Linked DNA regions of Gossypium hirsutum: region 1 is linked to region 2. The links are chromatin contacts, called in public Hi-C maps. All regions are on one chromosome and are shown on one strand. The core of a region is the stretch at or near the end of the contact, and the rest is flanking DNA. Distances in the headings are between cores, read along the strand shown.

Region 1 (6,023 bases), core at 1,388-3,887, 110 kb before region 2:
TATTGAAGAATTATTATGAATTTTACATATGAATTTGAATTGGTCTAAGTATAAAATTTTGAGAAGAAATAGTGAAAATGGACAAAAGGGGCAAAATAGTAATTTTGCTATGAAAGGGTAATTTGATCAATTCTCGAGACTTTTATGATGGAAATAATATTTAAGTGTGATATTTTATATTTGAAAATATTTTGGATTGTTGGAACCTCATATTAAAGAATTGGATCACAAAAATTGGACTTGAATAGTTGAACATGGGCCTCGGGTCCATTTGTTGGTCTTTTTATGAGGAAAAAGAACCTCATCAGCCTTCATTTTTCTCTTTTCCAAGTAGGTAGTAGCCTCCCATGGCTAGTTCCCTTCTTTTTTTTCATTTTCTTGCCTTTTTCTTCATGTTCTCTAAAAAATACCACCTTGAGATTTTGTCAAAAGTTCCATGAAACAACCTCCTAAGCTAAATTCCTCCATCAGTTTATTTAGTGGTAGCCTAGGGTTAAAGGAGTTTTAGTATGAGAAAATGAAGATAGAGATAGAAAGTTTCATCAAGGTAAGAATGGTTTTTTTTCTAACTCTCCTAGCTCGATATTCGAATTTAATGGTTATGAGAAAGCTCAGAAAATTTTGCTATTAATATTTTGATATATTTTTTGTATGAGAATTGAGAAAATGCAAACAAGTATTTGGAAACTTGATTTTCAGTATTTAGGCATCCAAGAGGTAAGTATCACTGGATATTCTAACTTGATTTTCAGTATTTAGGCTTCCAAGAGGTAAGTATCATTGGATATTCTTACTTTTCTTATGCTAAAATGTTTAGGATAATAATAAATTTAAGTTATTAATATGAAAATAGTGTAATAAACATGTGATTTATTATATAAATAAATATGAAATGTGTTTTTGGGTGAATGTGTTTAATATGTGACTTGAATAATTTGGTTATCAACATTTGTACTAACACAATTTTGGACAGCAATAGTAGTGTGACTTCGAAAATTCACCAAAAATTAAGAAATTGAATTAGAAGTTAAGCCACATATGGTTTTAAATCTTATAGAGTCTAGTTTTCATTGGAACAAACAGAACTTGCATCCAAATTATACAATAAGAGATAACTATGAGGGAAGGTTGAATTTGTTAGTAGCATCCTTTGTTTCGATTTTGAAAATTTGTTAAGAATTGTATAAAATGAATTAGAACACAAGTCTTATATTTATAAAACTCTTATTAAGTATAGTTTCTAATAAAATAAATGGTGAATTTTTATAAATTATATTTTAAAATTAAATTATTTTTGAATGAAGAGAGGTCACAGTTGTTTGGTAGTAGGCCAGCAACTCTGCCCTAACCTTTAAAATTTGCTAGCATGTGTAAAAGCATAAATTTTGGAAATTTTGTGGTTGAAAGGTTCAAGAGTATAATTTTTAAAATATCGAACAGATTTTTATTTTGAATTTTTTGGATTGACAAATAAATAATTTATTGACAGCTACTCAAGTAGGCAATTCTGTTTTGAAAGATTAAATTTTGCTAAATATAGACATATTATGTCATAATGACCCATTGTGGAAATGATTATAAAAAATAAATAAGTGTAGTGACGATTTATATGGATATATGATATGAGTAAATATCATAATGTGCCTTACTAGACTTAGTAAAATGTTAACATACAATTGACATGCCAATTAAGGGCTATAGCGTGTTAGAGTTTTGTCATAGGTTTCACGCTTATGTGCACTTTTTATCACCTTTGGGCCTTGCACTTATTTGCATTATGGTGTGGTGTAGTTTATGGTCTTATGAGCTCTTTAGTGTGGTGGAGGGATGTTTTATGCTATTTTACAGTTTAGCACTTTAGTGCTCATTGGTGTGGTGAAGGAGTCTTGTATATGCGAGTCAGTTTTACTAAAGTTTATTATAGGCGATAATGGATTAAATGTTGATAATTAATTTTAAATGTGACTATAGATGGATAAAAGCAAAAGTTAAGGTCAAGAACTAAATGTTTTATTACTAAAATGGATGAAAATAAGGTAAATGTATAGCTAAGAAAATGAGAATTTAAATTGATAAGGTACTCTAAAAGTATATGCCCTAGTTAAGGAAATTACAATGGAATGGATGGATCCAATTGAAAATAAGTGCCATAAATGATAAATATATGTATATGCATGCTTTGAAAAGTTTAGAAATAAAGCTTTAAAATGAGGGAGAGTAATCTCTGCATGAACTTTTCATAAGCTATTGCCTAATGAATCATTAAAATATAAGTTGGGCCCCAAAATTCGAATAATTTAAATGAATTAGTCACATGCCATATATTTTACTTACTATGTGCTAAGTTAAAAACAAATGATTGGCCTAGTGGTTGAGTGCTCCAAAGTTATCTTAGAGGTCCTAAGTTTAAGTCACCAATTTAACATATTTTTAATTAATTTTTTTGGTGAAATTCCTAAGTCCTAAAAACACCTTTGCCGTCCACCCATACATGCCTTGCTTAGGGAGTTTTTTTTCCATCTTTTGTTAGTCAACATTCCATGTTTAACCAAACATAATCCTCTTTTTCACTCCCTTGTCTCCTTCTCTTCCCTTTTCTGTTTACAAATGCCTTGTGTGAGGTTCAATGAACCTAGACATGGTTGACCATAATCCTTCTCACCCAATTTGGCATACCCTCCCTCTCATTACTATCCCACCATTAGCTCATCCGCAACCTCTCCCTTTTTCATTTTTTCTCTCTTTTTGGTTACCCTTCATTTTTCTTTTTATTTTCTTTTCTCTTCTCCTCCACCGTAGCTAGCCTTGCACCACCACCACCTCATCGTCAAGCCACTGCCTTGCCGCATCTTCCCTTCCCTTTTCTCTGCAAGCGTCGCCTCCTCCACCATAACACCCACCGTGCACCACCGTGCATTTTATCTTTTTCTTATTTTTTTATTCTATTCTCTCTTTTTTAAAAGAAGTGATCGAACCCACCTCTTTTCTTTGCCCTCCACCAGAACTGTGCCTTTATCAAGGATCATTGTCGCCGTCACCACCGTAGCACCATCACCGACAGTGGAGATCTCTTCTTGTTTTCTTATTCATTTCAAATACTCATTATTTTTATTTTATTTTATTTAAATCCTAATTTGAACTCTACCTTTCCTTGGATTTATTTTCGAATAAATCCACTTCTTAGATCATTTCTTCTCCTTTGATTCGTGATCAAATCGTTTCGTTGATCATCCGTTTCATTCATGTTAGAGTAAGTATTAAAGGAGTGTAGAAATAGTTTCTCCTCTCTATTATTTTCCCATGGCCGATAACTTAAGGGAGGACCTTAGTGATTTATTTTCATAATGATTAATATTTCATACATATTATGTGTAGAGGGGTCACTCGACATCAACTTGAGAGGCCGTTAGCCGTTGGGATTAAATCGCTAATCTGAGAGATCTTTTAAGGATAAGTGTTAATAATAATTGATAATCGATTTGTTGTATTAACCTTAAAGATGATAGTCTTAACTCAAGATCGCCATTTGTTGTTTGATTAGGAAATCTAATTGTAGATCCTTGACTGGGTGTTCTGGGAGATTAATTACACATCGGATCAAGTGTGAGTTTTAACACTAAATTAATTAAGAATATTATTATATTGATAAAAATGTTGCAATTAAAATAATGTTGTTTGATGGGGATACTATATGTATCCATAAAGTGAGATAAGTCATCCTTATGAATTTCTATCAAGTAAGTGTTTTTCTTAAACCGTATACTTATGAAATGTATGTTGTGTGATATTGATGTTTGCTAATAATATGAAAAATATGCATATTTCATTTTCATGTTATGTGATTATATGAAATATGTGATATTCGTATGAAATATGTGATATTCGTATGAAAATAAGATGTGAAAATTTGGTACCTTGAGTACATATGTGATTTGCATGCTAAACATGCCTATATGATTTTAAGTGTTTTGGCCATATCACATGCATGGGGTGGGATGCCTGAAAGATGGAAGTATATGGTAGTTTATCTGCATTGATGTGACACAATTCATGATTCTAATTATATGGCAGTTTATCTACGTTACTATGACACTATTCACAATTTGGTGTGTTGTTTGGTCGAGTTCTGGGTAAACTCGACTATGGTGTGTAGCGGATATGGGGAGGATCATTTTTACTAAAATCTACATTGTTTTATGAATTATGCATTGACATCATCATGCGTGATATGCTTATGAAATATTGAGATATGTGATTTTATGACTTTGTATAGTATATGTTTTATGTTGTGAATGAGTTTGAGTTAATCTCAGACTGGCTAAAAAAAAGCTCACCCCATTAGTGTTTCAACTTTTCAAGTAGCACTCAAACATAGGACTTGGATCAGCTCTTGGTGGAGCCTCTCGGAAAATTTTACATCATTGATATTTATTGGACTTTTAACTATTTGGATTGTAGGTTGTGTTTTTGTGGACTTTTGGACTGTGGACTTTAACTTTATTTTGGTTATGATTTATATTTTTATGACTTTAAACTATCACACATGCATGCAAAATTATGAGATTTTAAGTGTTTTTAATAATGCCATTTTTCTAAATTAATTATGTTTTTCCTAAATTTTAAACAAAATGATAATTTGTAAATTTCCTAAATAGATTTATGAAAATCGTTGCGGCCTTCTTTGTAAGAAATCATTTTTATAATTATAATATAAGATCCTTCATATTTAGATGTTTTCAAACAACATTATAATTAAATGACGCTTTTCTTTTTTAAAGAATAAATACATTTTACTAAATATTTTTCGAAAAGAAAAAATTAGTCAATCTTAGAAATTTTTATGATTTCAAACTCAATCCTCTATTTTTTTCAAAATAAATAAATAATTTCGCACGTCGTTAATGTAATTTTCAAGATTCGGCCATAACGTCTAGGTCAGGTTTGGGGTGTTACAGACTTGATTAGTATAGCTTTAGAATTTGGCTGAAGTGAATCTTATATGACATGCTTAAAGGGGCTCAACGTTAATAAGGAATAGGATAAGTAGGTTTATTGTCACACCTGGATTGTCAAATTAAAGTTTGGATTATTTGAATCATATTCTTAGCTTATTTAAATTTATTTCGATTTGATCCTATGGAATTATTTTGTGCAAAATTATAATGATTTTAGTTTAATTTGGGCAATATAGTAAATTGGAAAGTCCTTGTATGGCCGGTTATTAGATATTTGGGTTTCAACTAAATTAGTTTAATTGTAACTATAAGATTAGATAAGTGGATGAAAAAATGTTGATGTCCTTAAATTTGAAAATGTTATTTGAAGATAGTGGGAAAGGGTAATGGGGGATATATGGAGAGTAGTTAACTGGGGTTAGAGATTGTGCTGGAAATTCATTTTCATCTTTCATTCCTTTATTGGTTATTTGCTCTGGAACGATGAGAATAGAAGGGAAGAAACCGACTTGCATGTGGGTAGGAATTTACAATTTAGCTGGATAATCGTGGAATTTACGAATTTTTATTAAAGCCGAAGGAGGAGGTCCAAGCATCAAAGAAAATTTAATTGGATGGAGGAGGATTCAACTTCTTGGTATTTTGCTGGTGAGTTCTTAAACTCAAACTTTCAATTTTTGTCTTGCATGTTTCAATGCTTTGAGTTGGATTGTGGTCCTTGGAAAATTATATTGCATGTTCTGCTAATGATGAGATGTTGCTCTATTATGAGATTTTCTACTGAAATATTGATGCATGTTAAGTGTTGAAGTGCAAACACATGTCTGGTTATGAGCACAGGTTTGTGGTATTGATGAACTATATGCTAAGTAAAATGTTATTGATCAAGGTATTTTGTTGAACCTTCTTCTGATTGTAATGTATACCAACATTTATGCTAAAATGTTTGGTATACTTTGTTGTGTGTCACTGAGTTGTATGATTAGCTGAACGTGTGGGCTTGTTGATTGTTGAAAAGAGTTATTTTGATGATAATGATTTGTATGCGGAGCATAGGAGGTATCTGAT
Region 2 (6,123 bases), core at 3,545-6,044:
CAGACTCAGATTTTGGCGGATACGGGGATCCAACCAAACACACCAGATTGGCACCCAGTGCCTCATCTGATAGTTCGAAGCAAAGTTAACACCCAATGTCTCATCGGCAGAGCCGGAGCAAAGTGGTACCTAGTACCTCATCGAATCTATCCGAAGTAAAATAGTGACACCTAATGTCTCATCAACTCAAGGTTGAAGTATCCCTGAACTCTTCCAATCCTATGGCATGCCAACTATATCCGGTTCAGCCTGACTAGTTAATAGGGTCTCCAAATTCACATTTCAAATCACTTTCAATGTCAATTTCACTTTTGATTCAAATTCACAATTCAATTCAATTCTCATTCAATTCAAATTCACTTTTCCACTTTCTAATCAATAAACAATTCAATACCAATACATGTTTCAGATAATCACATATAATCATATTTCGATTCAATTCAAACCACTTTTCAATCAATACTCAATTCACATATTCACACATATTCATAAACTAATTCATTTTTATTTAATTCATATTTTCAATTCATTTTCCAATCAAATTCAAATCACTAATTATTTTTCAATCAAAATACATTTCAAATACTCACATATTTTCTTCATTCAATTCAATTTGATTCAATTCAAATCACTCTTAGTTTCCAATCAATATACTTTCAAATATTCACATAATTCATAATTCAATTACTTAATTTAAATCACTTTTAATTTCCAATTTGTTCACATTCAATTTCAATAGCCATAAACATTTTTGAATCAATTTCATTCAAATCAATATTGTCATCTCAATTGCTTACCTAATTTTACTTACCATGCATTTTAATTAAAATATAACAATTAATAATAAATAGATTTGAATTATAGTAATACAAACATGGATTTCGTAATTACTCATCGATAAGTTTCTCTTTTCCTTTCGGTGCCAATGCCTCGGGTTATTTGCTAACTACGAAAATAATAATAATTTACACTATTAATTGCAACACTAATTAATAATAATAATAATAATAATTGAATTTCTATCCAATTTATACCCTAATTCAATTTAATCCTAATTAACTCTTTTACTTTTCTAACTCAATTCATACTTTATTTCCATTCAATTTCCTTCCATATTCTACTTCACTATCTAATGTTCATAATAAAACCCTAATGTAAAATTTTTTTCAATTTAATCCCTACAACACAAAACTTATAGCCTCATTTACAATTTAATTCTTTAATCAATTCTAACTTGAAATTCATTCAATTAAACCCCTAATTCATTATTTTATTCAACATGAACTATGTTCAAAAACCTAAGAATTTCCAAAATTTCAACTTGATGTCAACAAAACTTTTTCCTAAATCTTCTAAAACATCAAAATTAAGTAAAAAAGACTTGATTGACTTACCTATTAAAGTTTAAAACTTCAAAACCTGAATTTCTCCTTTTATTTTTCTTTCCTTCCGTCCTTTCCCCTGTTTAGAAATAGCTTCTGTTCTTTTTCTTCTTTGTTTCTTTTTTATTTATTTATTTCATATATATATATGTTAATTAATAATGTTAATAATATATTATAATAATAATAAATATCTATTTACTTAAAAGTAATTAAATAAATATATTACAAATGTATAAATACTATTATTACATTTGTATATTTTTATCACCATACACTTGACTTTTATTTAATTCAATATATTTATAATAAATTAATTTAATAATAATTATTATAATAAATATATTTAGCTTAAAATATAAGTAAATAAATAATTATATTACAAATGTTTATATATATTTGTTACAAATGTGTTTTATCATCGCCTTACATTTGTCAACTATTTAATTTAATTTATAGTTTAATATCAATTAAATAATAATAACAAACATCTATTTAATAACAAATATATGTATTACAGTTGTGCACACATATTTTTTTTTTACAATTGTATATTATCATTACCATCCACTTGTCCTTATTTTATTTATTTCATAATATAATATAACATAATTATAATATAATTATTATAATTTAACATAATTAAATTTATAACTAATCTATTTATTTATATTTATTAAACAAACAAAAATCTTAGATTTTTATTTTGTTTGCCTCCTCATTTAATGGAATAGGCTTAATTTCTTATTTAGTCCCTCGTATTTTCTTTTAATCTATAATTAGACTTTCACATCTTGTTCAATTTAATCTTTTTTCCTGATTTCTCTTAATTAAGCTAAATTTACTTAATCAAAATTTAATTATACACACCACTAGACTCAAGTACTTCTAATAATTATTTACGAACCCATTTTACTAAAACAGAGGCCCGATATTGTACTTTTCCGATGCCCATGAATTTTGAGTCATTACAACAGGTCAAGGTAAAATAAGTCATTTTTCTTGTAAAATGACTTACCACTTTGAAAAGCGTAAATCATTTTCCGAAAAAAACTCATCTATAGATAATTTTATTTTTATATAAAAATTAACTTAAATCAAGCTTAATATTATTATATTATAATAATTTTTATTTTTAAAAATATTTAAAATATTATGTTTTTCAATATTATTAAACATACATATTTAATTATTTATATTTAGTCATATAATAAATTATTAATATAATAAATATAATTTATTATTTTAATAAATTATTTAATATTTCAATTTTATTTTAATAATAAATTTTAAAAATAATAATTTAAAATAATATTATTCACATATTATTGAAAATATTAAATATTAATATTTTAATAATAAATATTTATTACAATTACAAATATATTAATAATAAATTTTTTGTAGTATAAAGGTTAAAATATGTCATAAGTCTATGTACACTTCATAGATTTGTAATTTAGTCTTTGTACTTTTATTTTCAAGAATTTAGTCCCTTTACTTTTCAAATTTAAAAATTAAGTGCAATTGTTGACATCGTTAATTTTTTTTGTCAATTTTGTTGATGTCACATTTTTAAATAAAAAATACTTATTGATGTCACATTTTTAAATAAAAAATACTTACTTAGTAGTCATGTAATTAAAAAATGACGTTGTAATGAATGTAAATTTAACATAATATTTTTAATATATGCAAAAATAATGTAAAATATAACATTATATATAAAAGTAAATTCAATTAAACAATGAAAAAATAAGAAAATCTCAAATGTATGTTTGTTTAATTGAAAATAACTTTTATGAAATATTTTTAAGAAATATACCAAATAACAAAAAAATATTTTACACAGATTCTTTCGAACACCAGAAAATATTAACTTTTCTAAAAAAGTAAATTATTTTTTAAAAATTATTTTCCTAAAATCATTTTCAGTGAAACAAATAAAACCTTAAATATAAAATTAATTTGAGTTACTCTCATAATAAATATGATGTCTCACATTTAAATTTAACAGCCGAAAGTGCAGAGTGTAACATTTACCCCACAAAAACGATTTGGCATCATTATAAGTTTACCACGATTTTGCACTGCAATTGATTTAGAGATTTAAAGCTTTTGTACAAGCTTAAAAAAAAACTCTCTTATATTTTTTTATCTTTATCTTTAACTTTTTATTTTTCAAGTTTTAATTTATACAGTTATGGGGCAAAAGTTGTCTGGTTTTGCGTTTCTTTTTTACTTTTTTTAACCTTTTTTCATTTTAAGGTTTTTTTTTAATTTTAAATTATGTCAGGATAGATTTAATGTATCACATTTAATAATAAAATTAATGATTTTAATAATTGAATGATACAATTCATATAATCTCAAAAATTTGATGATGTAATTTAAAGTTTTGAGACAAATTTAATGTGAGAATTAAGTTTGGGAAAATATGGTGCAATTTACTCTACTTGATTTATACATGGAAGAGTATTTTCCTAACTTTCATTATCGACATAGTGATTGGTTGACTTGTGGCATTAACTCACTTAGGGTTTAAACAATAATATCTATTATTATATTTAAGTGTTTTACTGAACTAGTTTCAATTTCAATTGAATCATCAATTTAATAATAAATTTACTAAAAATTCATAATTTTTAATGAGCAATAAATATAATTTGAAAGGTAATTTTGTTTCTCTTATTATATTTAAAAGTTTCTTTAAGCTTGTTTTCTTTTGAATTTTTTTGAAACAATTGAGTGTTTCTTTTAAAATTGTTAAAGCTGTAAAACATTTCGTTTTATATTTTTTTTAGTTCTTTAAAAATATGTTCAAGTCGAAAGATAGTTTAGTTTTCATTCCCTAAAATTGTTAAAAAATAAAAATCATTCTTTTAACTTTTCTTTTTTCTTTATTAGGTCTTTATGAGAGAGTTATGTCACCCTCAATTAAGTTATCAACTTAGTAATAAATTTACTAAAAATATATATATAATTTTTAATAGATAATAGCTATTATTTTGAGAGTAATTTTATTTTTCGTATGAACTTTATAAAAATACTTATGCATAATAAGATCACAAAGGCAATATATTATGATATTTAATCTTTTAATTTTACCATTTCAATTATAGTAATTTTTATTAATATATTATTTTTTATAATTATTACATACATTTTTTACTCTGTGACAAAATCTAGTATATACTTCAAAAATTTTAGAGATAAAAACATATATTTTTCTAACTCCAAAAATAATACTTCTTTCAATAAAAAAATAATTTCAAATTTTCCTTCAAATAAAATTAGGTAAAAGAAAAACGGTTGGGCTGCGTTAGGTTGACGCAAAGAATGATCCGCTAATTGATAGACAGTAAAGCGGGTGTATAAACGATCCAAAAGAAAGAAGGAACACGCTGGCAGCCCCTTTTCCTTTAGATTTTTATGATTCAAATTCAGCCGCTAGATGAATCCTCCTATAAATACACAATTTTGGATGGGCTCGGCTGGTCTCTCCTATTAATTCCTGTGTCAGTGCCCTTCTCTGTTGACGGCTCAAACTCTGATAAACAAAACGAAAAATCGATGGATCCAGACGCTGTAGCCAAGGCTTTTGTCGATCACTACTACTCCACATTCGATGCGAACCGGGCCGGTTTAGCCAATCTCTACCAGGAACGTTCCATGTTGACCTTTGAAGGTCAAAAGATCCAAGGCTCTCAGAGCATTGTCGCTAAGCTAACCAGCCTTCCTTTCCAGCAGTGCAAGCACAATATTACCACCGTCGATTGCCAGCCATCTGGCGCTGGCGGCGTCCTCGTATTCGTCTCTGGAACACTACAACTTGCCGGCGAACAACATGCTCTCAAGTTTAGCCAGGTAGCTCTCTTTGCATCTTTTGTTTTATTTTGTTTTTTAGGGTTTTTTATATGTACTTGAGCGATCGATCTAAGGCTAATCTGTGTGACACTGTTGATCTCATCGGTGTTATCGATGGTATTAATTTCGCGATTCGATTTGTTAGTGATGGATCTTTTAAGTGAGTTTTTGATCTGTTGTAACTCCCTCTTGAATTTTTTTATTTATTCTTCAGGATTCTAAGAATTGAATTGGCTGTTTAATGCATATAAAACTCTCTGCTGTTTACATTATATTTCAGTGATCGCTTGTTTTCCATTCCTTTTGATAACTGAATTAATAAGGGAAACATGTATGATATACTCGATATAATTAACAGTGTCGATTTCATTAAACTGTGTCATGAATTTTCAAAGATATAGATATTTTGGATCCACCATCTTGCCGATGGAACACCTGCTATTTCTTATTTTGTTTTGCCCTATGTGGCTCTGCATATGGAGTTGACTTATATGATCGTCTGTGATGATTTTTTGAGATTACAAACATCACCGTTACCCCATATTCTTATTTATTTATCTGGATAAAATAAGGATCTAATTAAATTTTTAAAATAAGTGTTGTAAGATTGTCTATGATTCCTGTCTGTATGTTTACGTGTTATAAATAATTGTAGCAATCAAGAGTTCTTTTGTTCCTGAAGTTTTTTTATCATAGGCAAGCCTTCGGTTGTTTATTTTAATCTTTTATGCTTGCCTATTACATTTTTCGCATAAGAAATAGATGGTGGGTGCTCACATTGCGTACTGTGAAAGATTATCAAACATCTTCTCAATGTTGTTTCTTGGCAACTCTATCGTGAGCATGATATAAAAGAAAAACCAGTGATATCTCT

The links. A called contact is a pair of places that touch in the nucleus more often than the background predicts.
Region 1: a contact with region 2 is called in a Hi-C map of leaf, with 2.4 times the contacts expected there. The contact joins the enhancer-like site here to the promoter of LOC107916522 in region 2. A contact is called at or near these places in 6 of 34 Hi-C or Micro-C datasets (callus, hypocotyl, leaf and 1 more).

The regions. Positions count from the first base shown.
Region 1 is chrA01:93,842,480-93,848,502 of Gossypium_hirsutum_v2.1, reverse strand. No RefSeq gene overlaps it. Among protein-coding and RNA genes, the nearest start is that of TRNAS-UGA, 3.9 kb to the left of the region's middle. Within about 2 kb of position 2,637, at least 4 of the 9 cell types and tissues checked have an H3K27ac peak or open chromatin away from gene starts, as enhancers often do. A contact at or near this core is called in leaf, where this site is marked.
Region 2 is chrA01:93,730,204-93,736,326 of Gossypium_hirsutum_v2.1, reverse strand. LOC107916522 (nuclear transport factor 2B) reads left to right here and starts at 4,794. Exons shown (of 3, transcript XM_016845777.2): 1 at 4,794-5,249. The coding sequence starts at 4,815.